2 separate regions of the Danio rerio genome follow, and region 1 is linked to region 2. Evidence: chromatin contacts called from public Micro-C data. All regions are on one chromosome and are shown on one strand. Each heading gives the region's core, a stretch centred on a gene start, on an enhancer-like site or on the middle of the called end of the contact. The rest is flanking DNA. Distances are from core to core; before and after follow the strand shown. Region 1 holds the start of plex9.2 (PML-like exon 9.2). Region 2 holds the start of adpgk (ADP-dependent glucokinase).

The links. Hi-C and Micro-C count contacts between places; a contact is called where the count stands out from the background.
Region 1: a Micro-C map of caudal fin shows a contact between it and region 2, with 3 times the contacts expected there. The contact joins the promoter of plex9.2 here to the promoter of adpgk in region 2. A contact is called at or near these places in 1 of 18 Hi-C or Micro-C datasets (caudal fin) and 1 of 4 datasets of contacts at active chromatin or transcription factors (embryo).

Annotation. Positions count from the first base shown.
Region 1 is chr25:3,632,653-3,638,745 of GRCz12tu, reverse strand. It overlaps plex9.2 (PML-like exon 9.2), which reads left to right and starts at 3,074. Exons shown (of 3, transcript NM_001386655.1): 1 at 3,074-3,187; 2 at 4,093-4,339. The coding sequence starts at 3,121. fth1b (ferritin, heavy polypeptide 1b) reads right to left here and starts at 2,669. Exons shown (of 5, transcript NM_001004562.1): 1 at 2,451-2,669; 2 at 1-55. The coding sequence starts at 51.
Region 2 is chr25:3,286,036-3,292,243 of GRCz12tu, reverse strand. It overlaps adpgk (ADP-dependent glucokinase), which reads left to right and starts at 4,306. Exons shown (of 8, transcript NM_001079965.2): 1 at 4,306-4,418. It overlaps LOC137489313 (a long non-coding RNA gene), which reads right to left and starts at 1,327. Exons shown (of 5, transcript XR_011010496.2): 1 at 793-1,327.

The DNA of each region.
Region 1 (6,093 bases), core at 1,825-4,324, 350 kb before region 2:
TATTGCCGCCTCACATTCCTGGTGGAAGTTCTGCCTCACCTGAGAACTCATGATTCTGAAACAAACACACACAAAATAAATATTATTATATAAAAAAAATCAATAATATTAAATGAGTATTATTAATATTAGGCCTGGAAAATATGTGTTATAACAGTATTATATAAATAAATAAATAAATATATATATATATATAAAAGCATCAATTTCGCAATCTGTGCATCTGCAATTGTCACATCGCAATATAAGCAATGTCGAGTCTGGATTAGTCTGGATAGTTGAATTTAGTTTAATTACTGTATTTATACAATTTATGCAAAAGTTCTTCTTACAATTTTTCTCATTTCTAGTCTAAATATCAACATTTTAAAGCAAAAACAAGATTATTTTACTCCACTGGCAGACAATTTTGCTTGTTTAAAAAAAAAAAATCTTAATGTTGCCTTATTTCTTCTGAAGTTGAAAACACAACTATATTTTTACTTGATCAAATTATTATTATTATTATTATTTTTTGATATTCGGACTACAACCAAGAGAAAGCAATGTAGGAAAAACTTTAATTTCTGTAACTTAATCCTGTTACACCTCCCAGAAAATTATCAAATAGAGCTATTTAAACCATCTTGTAAAACTGATTGTATTCATATAACAATATTTATTGCAGAAAATAAAATATAATATAATACTATATATATATATATATATATATATATATATATATATATATATATATATATATATATACATACATACAGATGAAGTTGAAATTATTAGCCCCTTTAAGCTATATTTTTTCTCGATAACCTACAGAACAAACCATCATTATACAATAACTTGCCTAATTCCTCTAACCTGCCAAGTTAACTTAATTAACCTAGTTAAGCCTTTAAATGTCACCTGAAGCTGTATAGAAGTGTCTAGAAAAATATGTAGTAAAATATTACTTACAGTCATCATGGTAAAGATAAAATAAATCAGTTATTAGAGATGAGTTATCAAAATTATTATGTTTAGAAATGTGTTGAAAAAATCTGCTCTCCGTTAAACAGAAATTGGGGAAAAAATAAACAAGCGGTCTAATAATTTAGGAGGGCTAATAATTCTGACTTCAACTGTATATATATATATATATATATATATATATATATATATATATATAAAAATGAGCAATTCTGTGCAAATGTCAACCTTGCCATGAAAAATTTAAGTTTTCACCAAAATACGGAAACCGTTTCTGTGTTTTTTGGGTAAGCAAGTATTTTACAGTACTTTAGAAATTCTCAAAAAGTCTCTGTCTGTGTTTTCACACTATTCTATTTGATTTACCAAAGTCACACAAGTGGCAATTTCACAACTGTCACATCCATAACGGAGAAATGCCACATCCATAACGACACTTTTTTTCCTCATAAATACGAAAATATTAAATTAAATTAATCATGTTTGTTCTATAGTGAGCTAACTCTTGTCCTTTTGATTATCATTTTTTTTTATTTTGGGTTTTGCAGTTTCATTCACAGAATTTCTACAAATCATGTTGTAAACTGTAAACTTGCAGACTTTTTTTGTCACATCCATAACGCATGTTTATTTTCCTCATTTAAAGTAAAAAACATGTTTACAGATTGATATTTTTCAGGTCCCATAACTCTGTGGTCAGTTGTTCTGGAAAATATAAACAAAAGTTTCAATATAATGTTAACGTGTACTTTCTATGCGAATTTATGTTTTGAGTTTTTACTGCAAATGTCACATCCATAACGCTGGAATTGCTCATATATATATATATATATATATATATATATATATATATATATATATATATATAAATATATACACACACACACACACACACACACACACACACACACACACAAATATGTGTGTGTGTGTGCTCAGCATAATAAGTACAGCTGGTTTAAAAAATTGTTTCCATTTCTTAGTGAATATAGGCGATGTATTTTGGTGCATTTAAACAAAACAGATTTATTAAACAGATATATTTAAAATATAATATTTTAGTCGCCAAACATATTTAAAAACTAAAAGATAATGCAATCAAATTCAAGATATATATTAAATAAAAAGTACAAACTACAAAATTTTAGCTCAATTTTTCTATTTCTTTGCTTCTCTTGATTTTTCCTTTTATTAAATTTGTATCTAATATTTTTTTCTAATATTTAAATTTGGCTGTACTAGTTTTTGGAGCGGTATTGTAAGTTATTTTGTTAGATGAGCTCCAGATTTGGCTTCAGTACTGACTAATCTAATGTACATGCTCAAATATAATATTGTAGAGCTATTAAACATATGAATTTAAAAGAGAGATTTGTGAAAGGTGTATTTATATATGTGATATAGATCTCACAATGCAATAATACCACAATGTAAGAATATATAATAATTCCTATTTGTTTAATATAACGTTAGATTGATGCACTTACCCTGAGTTAATATGAGCAGTCCTTGGCAAATGGCAAATGTAGGGCAACCCGCAATCTGTTCTTCTAGGTTAAAATAAACGCGACAGATCCACAACTGCAGACTGACACACAGGCAGACACTAATAAACAGAGTCTGGCTGCAGTGTGTTTAATAAAGAGTCGTGAATTATAGGCTTGTTGACATAAACATGCACACGCGCGCGTTATTCTGCCCCATAAATAAACCCCGAATAAGGCCACTTTTCAAAATAAAAGTCCTAAACTTTTAAAAAATAAATATATATTCAAAAATGACTTTATAAAAAGCACAAAATTGATTTTAATAATACTAAAAAATGTTAATCTACTCAAAAATACGCGGTAAGTATTTTTAAAGCACACGGGGTTTCTGAGTTATTCTAACCCACTTGATGTCGCTGTTTAATATAGAAGAGCCTGTAATATAAATATTAATAACATGTTACTAAAAGCGTCCAATCACTGAACATTATTAAGACTTTTGGTTACGCCCTCGTGTAAATCATTCGCTACTAGACAAAACACCAGCTTGGTCACGTCTGTTTTTTATCCAATCAGCTTGGACTGTTTGCTTACGTCCCATCAGAACGTCATTAATATTCATAAGCAAAACCTTCACAAAGCGAGTGGTGGAAAGTTTGAAAAGACAGAAATGGTAGACTGTAGCCCTCTGCATTCTCCACCTACTGTGTTTTTTGATTTAGAGACGACAGGCCTGGGTATGTGAATTTACTCCAAGTTCTCGTTAAATATGTGAAAATATGTCGAGTTTTGTACGAATGAAGCAGTCGTGTTTACCTTAGCTCAGCGTTTTGACAACATAAGATGTGTACAGCCGATACATCGTGTTTAGGCACCATTTTGTTAAATTCCAGGCTATACATGTGCATTTAAGTTGTTAAAATGTTGAAACATTACAATAGATAGATATAATTCCGAAAAAATAAAAAAAAGAGTAAAAAAAACTTTTTGACGGCAAATATTAATAATTTGTGCACAAACAGTCTCGTCTATGATCTTTCTCGTTTTAAATGATCTTATAATATATTGTTATTTGTTATATATATATATATATATATTTTATATATATATAATATATATATATATATATATATATATATATATATTTATATATATATATATATATATATATATATATATATAAAAAATATATATATATATATATATATATATATATATATATATATATTTATATATATATAAAAATATATATATATATATTTATTTATATATATATATATTTATTTATATATATATATATATATATATATATATATATATATATAATATATATATATATATATATATATATATTTATATATAATATATATATATATATTTATATATAATATATATATATATATATATATATATATATAATATATATATATATATTTATATATAATATATATATATTTATATATATATATATATATATATATATATATATATATATATATATATATATATATATATAAATTGGCTATTTTATTGTTTAGTTCTATATAGTTGATATATTTTTATTCTAAATCATGTTGTAATAAAGTTATTAATGTGTTTATTTAATTTGTTAATGAACTCTTGATATATTCTCCTCCTCCAGACTCCTCGTGTGAAATCGTCCAGCTGGCTGCGGTGAGCGGAGGTCACACTTTTAACCTCTTCATGGTTCCCCGTCGGCCGTTCCAGCGCGGAGCCTCCAGAATCACAGGCTTTAGTGTAAAACATCAGCGTCTCTTCCTGCACCGCCGGCCTCTGCTCACCAGCTCCCTCAAAGAAGCCCTGCTGTCCTTCATCAGCTTCCTGCGCATGCTGGATCACCCGCTGCTCCTCGGACACAACATACGCAGGTACAGATCAAACTAGCTTGTTGAAATAGTCATCATCTACATCTATTGCAGTGTCGTTTTATAGATGAAGTTCCAATTGCCTTGTCTTTGGTCTTGTTTTGCATGCTTAATTGTACATTCTGCACAGATTATTATTATATGGAGTAGGGCTGCATGATATTGGGAACATCTGACAATGCAATATTTAGTTTTTCTGCGATTATATATTTTGATATGAATATAACTTGTTCACCAGATGACTTGAATAGCTCAATTTGTTAAAGGGCCATGAAACCCCCTGGTTTCAGCAGGGTGTTTTCACACCTCTTCTTTGGAAAAAGTCAGAAAAGTGGGCGTGTCCAGCTCTGTTTAGGGGGAGTGTCGGAGAAAGAAAAGAGGCATGGTGTGGGAGTGTCTATTTGTGCGCGCTGACTTTAAGAGTCAAAACACACACACACACATACACACACACACACACACAGGGGAGAAAGGGACTGTGTTTACATAGATATCTGTAGTCGAGCGTGTGTTATTCCGGTCACAAAATGCGGTGAAAATCCTACACGAGGTTAAAGTTTGGTTGTGGTGCTAACATGTTTACACTCGGTGCTATAGTTTGTTCGATACGAACAAACTGAATAAACAAAGAGCGCTGGTCGCTCACTTACCAAATCTGTAGAGACAGGACAATCACCAGCAACTAGAGCCGCGTCTTTATTAAGAGGAGACTACAAGCGAATCCGGATCTCAGCGTTTGCAGATGAGAACAGCTCTCAGGTAAACAATAATCCTCCTTGGACACGCAAGTTATTGTTGTCGAGCGTCGCGTACACTGTTAATCCACACGTGACTCCAGCTGAGCTCTCACAGAGAGAAAATGAAAACAAAACTTAACTGCAGTAAACTATAAAAGCAACACTTCACGCTTGTTTTGCCAATACAACGTGGCGTCTCTGTCGTCTAAACACTGTGACAGTAATGAATATTAATGAAGTTGCACAATAGAGCGCGCTGATTGGTTTAAACCAAGCTTTACTCATGCATTAATGCAGCACACTGTAAGATGTAATAAGACACACTCTGGCACAGACGTCCAGTCTGCACGCTGGAATACACGCTATTATGTCATGACCGTGACGCAGCTTCAAAAATTCGTTTCAAACCGGAAGAACGAATTTGCTTGAAATAACGCAAAAACAACCAATTTACACTTTTTAGTGAAATATAGGTGTCCTAATAGTGTTTTTATCAGTGTGGGACACGTATACGACTGTCAACAGCTCAAAAAAATGTGTTTCGTGACCCTTTAAGAACTTTGAATTTCATGTTGATTGGGATGACTTTGTAGTCTAGATAATCTGCATACATTTATTTTTGGGTAAGTCTAACTGTATTCGAGTGTAAGTTTAATAAGCAAATGTCAGAATAAAAATAGCATATTATTCATTAGATACAATATTAAATGCAATAAATTTTCATTGTTATAATTTCTGGTACACAAATGATTTAAATGCACTTGAATTCTTACAGTCGTAGACTTTAAAAACAAATCAAACAAGCGCTCTTTCACTGTATACGACAGGGGTGTCCAATCTGCTTGTTAAGTGTGACGTCACGCGGAGCGGCTTCCGGGTCCAAGCGCTCTATTTAACTGAATGGGGAGACTCATGAAATGGTAATAATAAACGTTTACAAAGCGATTTAATACTTTTGAAAATCACGATTGCAATATACATGTCCATGCCTAATATCTAGGCCCACACGGAATCTGCGCG
Region 2 (6,208 bases), core at 3,057-5,556:
TAAATATTAATAATTAAAAATGTATAATATAAAAATATAAAACATACATTCGACCCCCCTATAATGGTATATCATTGTAAATGCATAAGCAATCAATGCAAGGAAAAATATAACTCAACAGTGTGAAACTGGCAGTTCTACAGCATCGACATCTTGTATTCACAAAACACATTTCTTGTAAAATAAGTGTTTATATCTGCATGTGGCCTACAAAAAAAGACAAATTAGACACATACTGTGCATAGTTTGATCTACAGTAACCTCTAAAATAGTCACTAAATATCCCTTAATTAATTCAAATACTTTACAATAGTAAGTTTTTTTATTTTTTATTATAGTATTAAATTACAATATGTGGAAAAAATCATCCATTTTGAGTTCATGTTGACTAATAAAATAATAAACATTAAATTACTATAGTTTTCCCAGTGTTGGCCTGCTGGAAGGGCATCCGTTGAGTAAAACATGTAACGTTACTGGATAAGTTGGCGGTTCATTCCGCTTTGGCAGCCCCTGATTAATCAAGGGACTAAACGGAATAGAAAATGAATAAATGACTAGTTTTTTTTTCATATGGAAATCAAAACATCCATTTTGAGTTTATGCTGTCACATAATGTAATATATAGTATTAAATTACTATCGTTTTTTTTTGATGTGGAAATCAAAACGTCAATTTTTAGTTCATGTTGACTCATAACATAATATATCATAATATAATATGTAATATATACATATGTAACGTGGAAATATATTATAAACGGATAAAGATTGACGGTAACGTTAACGTTACCTTTGTTTTGTTGACTTCCAAGCGTTGTCAGATTCCCCTCAGAAAAGTAACATTCAAAAATTCGACGATTTTTGAGTTCATGTTGACTTTTAACAAAACACACGATTGCATTAACGTTACATCTAAACATTTGTAACGTTTCAACGTATAATACACGGATAAATATCATAATATATTAAGATTTTATCACGACGTGAAATAACCGAAACACTCGGCGCGCAATTGTTGTTATGGTAACCTCATTAGGCGGAAGAACTTTTCTTAGTAAACTTTCTTAGTATATGATTTCACACAGTAAGTTATATCTACTTTATATTTATAATGGATTTCAACAAACCCACTCTGCTACTCTCAATGAAATTTTTATCGATCACTTAAATGATTTACTCGTGAAGACATCTTCTGCAACCACGGATTCATTACAAGAGGTCATATGCAGAGATCTAGCTGTGCAAATCTAATATCCAGTCCAAATGGATTTATGTCAAAGCTAAATTAAACATCATCAGCTGCTTTGATCTTAAAGTCCAGTCACAGAACGGAAAATACCGCCATCTGCTGACCAACATCATCCCTCAGCCATTTTATGTCATATTTAAGAGACCAGAAAATACTATAATATTACCGTTATTAAATGGATTGAAGATAAAGCACCATGGTGCTTTTTACTGCCGATAAACAGAAACCAGTGTAGTAAAGTGCTCTAAAATAAACTGACATAACAGTGCTAGTATTTGCTGACTGTGTTCTATATATATATATTTGGGAAAATGCCTATCATGCTTTATTGTAATTGCCTATTGACAAAAGTTCACTTTGGATGAAGCACGTTTAATTGTTTTATGGAAACTCTGATTAATCTTACTTAAGACAATGCTGTGTATCTGGATTTACTGTCGTGTACAGATTAGTATTCACAAAATAAACTGGAATAGTACAAATTATTACAAAAGGTGACACAGTGGCTCAGTGGTTAGGACAGTAGCCTCACAGCAAGAAGGTTGCTGGTTCGAGTCCCAGCTGGGCGTGGGTTTCCGCCACAGTCCAAACAGAAAGGTGAACTGAATAAGCTAAATTCTCACCCTGCCCTAATTCAAGAGCAAGGTGAGAGGGAGTTTTTTTGCCTCCCTCTTCTGGAATGTATCTTACTTCCTTTTCTAAATGCTACCTCCTGTGACCTGTCTTCCCCTGAAAATTGTAAATCGGTCGTGGGGGGTTCAATTTCACTATACGAAAATGTATGTAAGGCCTGATTTGATTTGCAATTGGCCGTAGTGTATGAGTGTGAATGAGTATGGGTGTTTCCCAGTACTGGGTTGCAGCTGGAAGGGCATCTGCTGTGTAAAACTTTTGCTGGCTAAGTTGGCGGTTCATTCCGCTGTGGCGACCCCAGATTAATAAAGGGAATAAGCCAATTTTAAAATGAATGAATGAAGGAATAATATTACAGAAGGTGACATGGTGGCTCCACAGTCCAAACATATGCGCTAAAGGGGAATTGGGTAAACTATTGGCCATAGTGTGAGTGTGAAAGAGTGTGTATGGATGTTTCCCAATATTGCGGATGAAAGGGCATTCACTATTTAAAACATATGCTGGATAAGTTGGTGGTTCATTCCGCTGTGGAGACACCTCATAAATAAAGGGATGAAAATGAATGAATATTACACACACATGTCTATTTAAACCAAAACTTTCTATTGATATTTAGTTTTGAACTGTAATTCAATAGAATAGAAACATTTGTGATCATGTGACTCTGAGACGTTCAGCTTTTATCACATGATTAAATTACATTTTAAGTTATATTCTCTTACTTAATGCAATACTTTATCTAGAAATAATATTTCAGTATTATTACTCAAATAAATGCAGTATTGCTGAGCAGAAGAGACTACTTTATGCGTTAACAATTAAAATTTTTTGGCTTTAAGAAAATGTTCTTTTTTCAATTTTATTCAAAAGAAAACAGCGAAAAATAAAGTGTTTAGTGTTTTTTTGTTACACATTTTCAATTTATGTCTTTAGATTTCAATATTTTTATTTATTTATTCTTTTAAAGGTCATACTTCACTTTATTCCAAACTTTAGTCGATATAAACTTTATTTATTCTTATCTATATTCTAAATTTTTTACTGAGTGATTTGTTCACACATTTTGGCAAAAAATGCATTCTACTTTTTTTTCTGGCTGCAGGATTTTCTGAATAATTAAATAAATAGTAAATAGTTTTAAAAAGTTTTTAAACAGTAATATAATATAACAGTTTTTATATTAGTTTTTTAAGTAATATAATAGTTTTTAAAGTAATATAATATAACATAATATAACATAATATTGGACTGCTAGTTACCTACTACCTCCCTGTATAGGTCTCATACTCAATTCCTGGAGGGCCGCAGCTCTACACAGTTTTGCCCCAACCCTAATCAAACACAGCTGATCTAGTCGTGTCAAGTAGTTTTGAACACATTGATTAGTTGAATCAGCTGTGTTTGATTAGAATTGGAGCAAAACTGTGCAGAGCTGCGGTCCTCCTGGAATTGAGTTTGAGACCCATGCTGTATAGTATTAAGACACTGTCACTTTATCATATTTACAAGCTTTTTGCACTACTGTTTTGAATTGTACTGTAATTTTTGCACCATATCTAACACATTTAAATCTAGGGTTTCCACAGCGGAATTAACCGCCAACTTATCCAGCATGTTTTTTTTTACGCAGCGGATCTGTTTTTAATTCTTTTAATCATTTTTATTTTCTTGTTTCTTTTATTCTTGTTTATGTAAAGCACTTTGAATTACCATTGTGTATGAATTGTGCTATATAAATAGACTTGCCTTGCCTCTGGTTTGCACTCCTCGCCATGTGTAATTATTTTTACCACTTTTATTTTTTTCTTTGATTTTTTGACTATATTAGTAATTATATTTATTGTTATTTCTTTTTAAAACTCTACTTTCTGTATTAATATTATCTGTTGGGCACCTAGGGTCTGAGAGTAACGCTATTTCGATTTTCTGTATGTCCTGTAAATTTGACTTGGTAATACAACGTACTCGCGTATAACTACACACTATAATAAAATGTGGGTATTTTAAAAAAAGTATTAAACATAATACCTTATACACAATATACCTTTTGACTGCTGTGCTTTAATTATTTGCTCAGGGTGTGTTATAATATTTCAAAACTTGCTGAGCTCTGAGGATTTAGACGTGGCGCCGGGCAAAGATGATTTCCTTGCATCAGCAGATCCACTCTACGTCATGTTCCGGTTACGTCATGATCCTCGGTGGAGCTTTTGATTGGCTAGCGGGGTTCGCTTCAACCGCAATGTTGTCTAATTTCCTCAAAGCCAACAACAAACAAAACTGAAAACAAACTAAAGCGGTAAAAGTTGAAAATTACGCACATTTTAGAACGCAGTCAGTTATGTTGTTTTTTTGTAATGTGAGTTAACTTTCTGTTTCGTTTAATTAGCGATTAGCTCGTGCCTGTTACTAGGTTGTCAGTGACGGAGTGGATCGGCTAGTCACTTTCAGAGAGACTTTACTTCAGCAAGAGAACTGACACAACTCAACTTCTCCACATACACACACTCTCTGCAAATATCATCCTTCAGGTTAGTGATCTGCTATCTGTAGACGAGTGTTTCCTTTATATTATCATCAGGATGAAGTGTTTAATCCTCTTTACTGCTGTGTAAACTGATGGTTGATGTGCTATGTGGCTAGCTTATGTTAGCTCATTGATATCTCTCCAACATGTTACTCATGATTAATGTAAATTACAGCTAAAATATCGTATTTAAGAGCTCGAATGATCGAGGTGATGAAGGTCAATGCGTGATTTAATTGGTCGCGTTGGTTTAATGTGCAGAAAATGTGTTAGCACTAGCCACCCACTGGTGTATTAATGGCTTAAGTTTCTTAATGATCAGCTTTAAATGTTATGTATCTGTCAAACACATCTCTCTTAGCTGATATACGTTATATATGGAGAGAGAGAGAGATGTGTGTGTGCACATGCATAGCTACAGCAGTGTTATTAATAGACTTGCTTTGCACTGGTTTTTCAGTGATAAATCTAAAATCTACTTCCTGTGTGACATGCTCGGTGCACAGATAACATGGTATAATAGTCATAACACACGTCGTTTGACTGTCGTGAGAAACATGATAAAGCTGCAGCATTTCTAAAACATGCAATTACATTGGTATCATGTCGATAATGGCATGCTATTGCTACAGCATTGCATTTCCAAAGTACCATGGTATTACTATATAGTTTATGTCTTAAAAATGAATCAATTTCCTGGGTGGTGGCTAGTGTACTTGAAGCATGAATTAAATAAATGGTATTAACACTGTGAATATCAAAAACATATTTTAATCATGGTATATATCCAAAAAATTAGGTATAGCCATGATGCATAACCAAAAACAAACAACAAAAACACAACAACATAGCATCACCATGGAACAAGTCTATAAACATTGGTTTATATATATATCCAAAAAAAAAACAACACACTTCCAAAAAATATGGTATGAGCATGTCCAAAAAATGCCATATTACCATGCCGTTCTTAAAAACATGATATTAAATGTCCAAAAAAAGTTGTATTTCCATGGTGAGTTATAAAAAAATATATGGTATTACCATTATACATGCCCTCAAAAAATTTATTACTACGGTATGTTATAGAAAACATGGTATTACCATGACACATGTAGTGACACAAAAATGTTATATTACCCTGGCATGCTAACAAAAAAACATGGTATTAACATAGTAAATGTCCAAAAAATGTTGTTTCTCCATGTTTTTTTTAATGAAAAAAAACATGGTATTACAATAATACGTGCCCCCATAAAATGGTATTACCATGCTGTGTTATAAAAAACTTGGTATTCCCTTGATACATGTGCAAAAGACATTGTACTACCCTGCATGCTAACAAAAAACATGATATTACCATGATACTTGCCCCCCATATATAATATTACCATGCTATGTTATAAGAACATGCTATTACCATGATACATGTTTAAAAAAGTTGAACTACACTGGCATGCAAACAAAAAAAAAAACGGGGTATAAACATGGTAAATGTCCAAAAAATGTTGTATTCCCATGGTATGTTATTAAAAACATGGTATTACAATAATACGTGCCCCCATAAAATTGTATTACCATGCTATGTTATAAAAAACTTGGTATTACCATTATACATGTTCAAAAAACATTGTACTACCCTGGGATGCTAACAAAAAACATGGTATTACCATGATACTTGCCCCCCATAAATTATATTATCATGCTATGTTATAAAAAACATGTTATTATCATGATACATGTTAAAAAAAAGTTGTACTACACTGGCATGCTAAAAAAAACATGGTATAAACA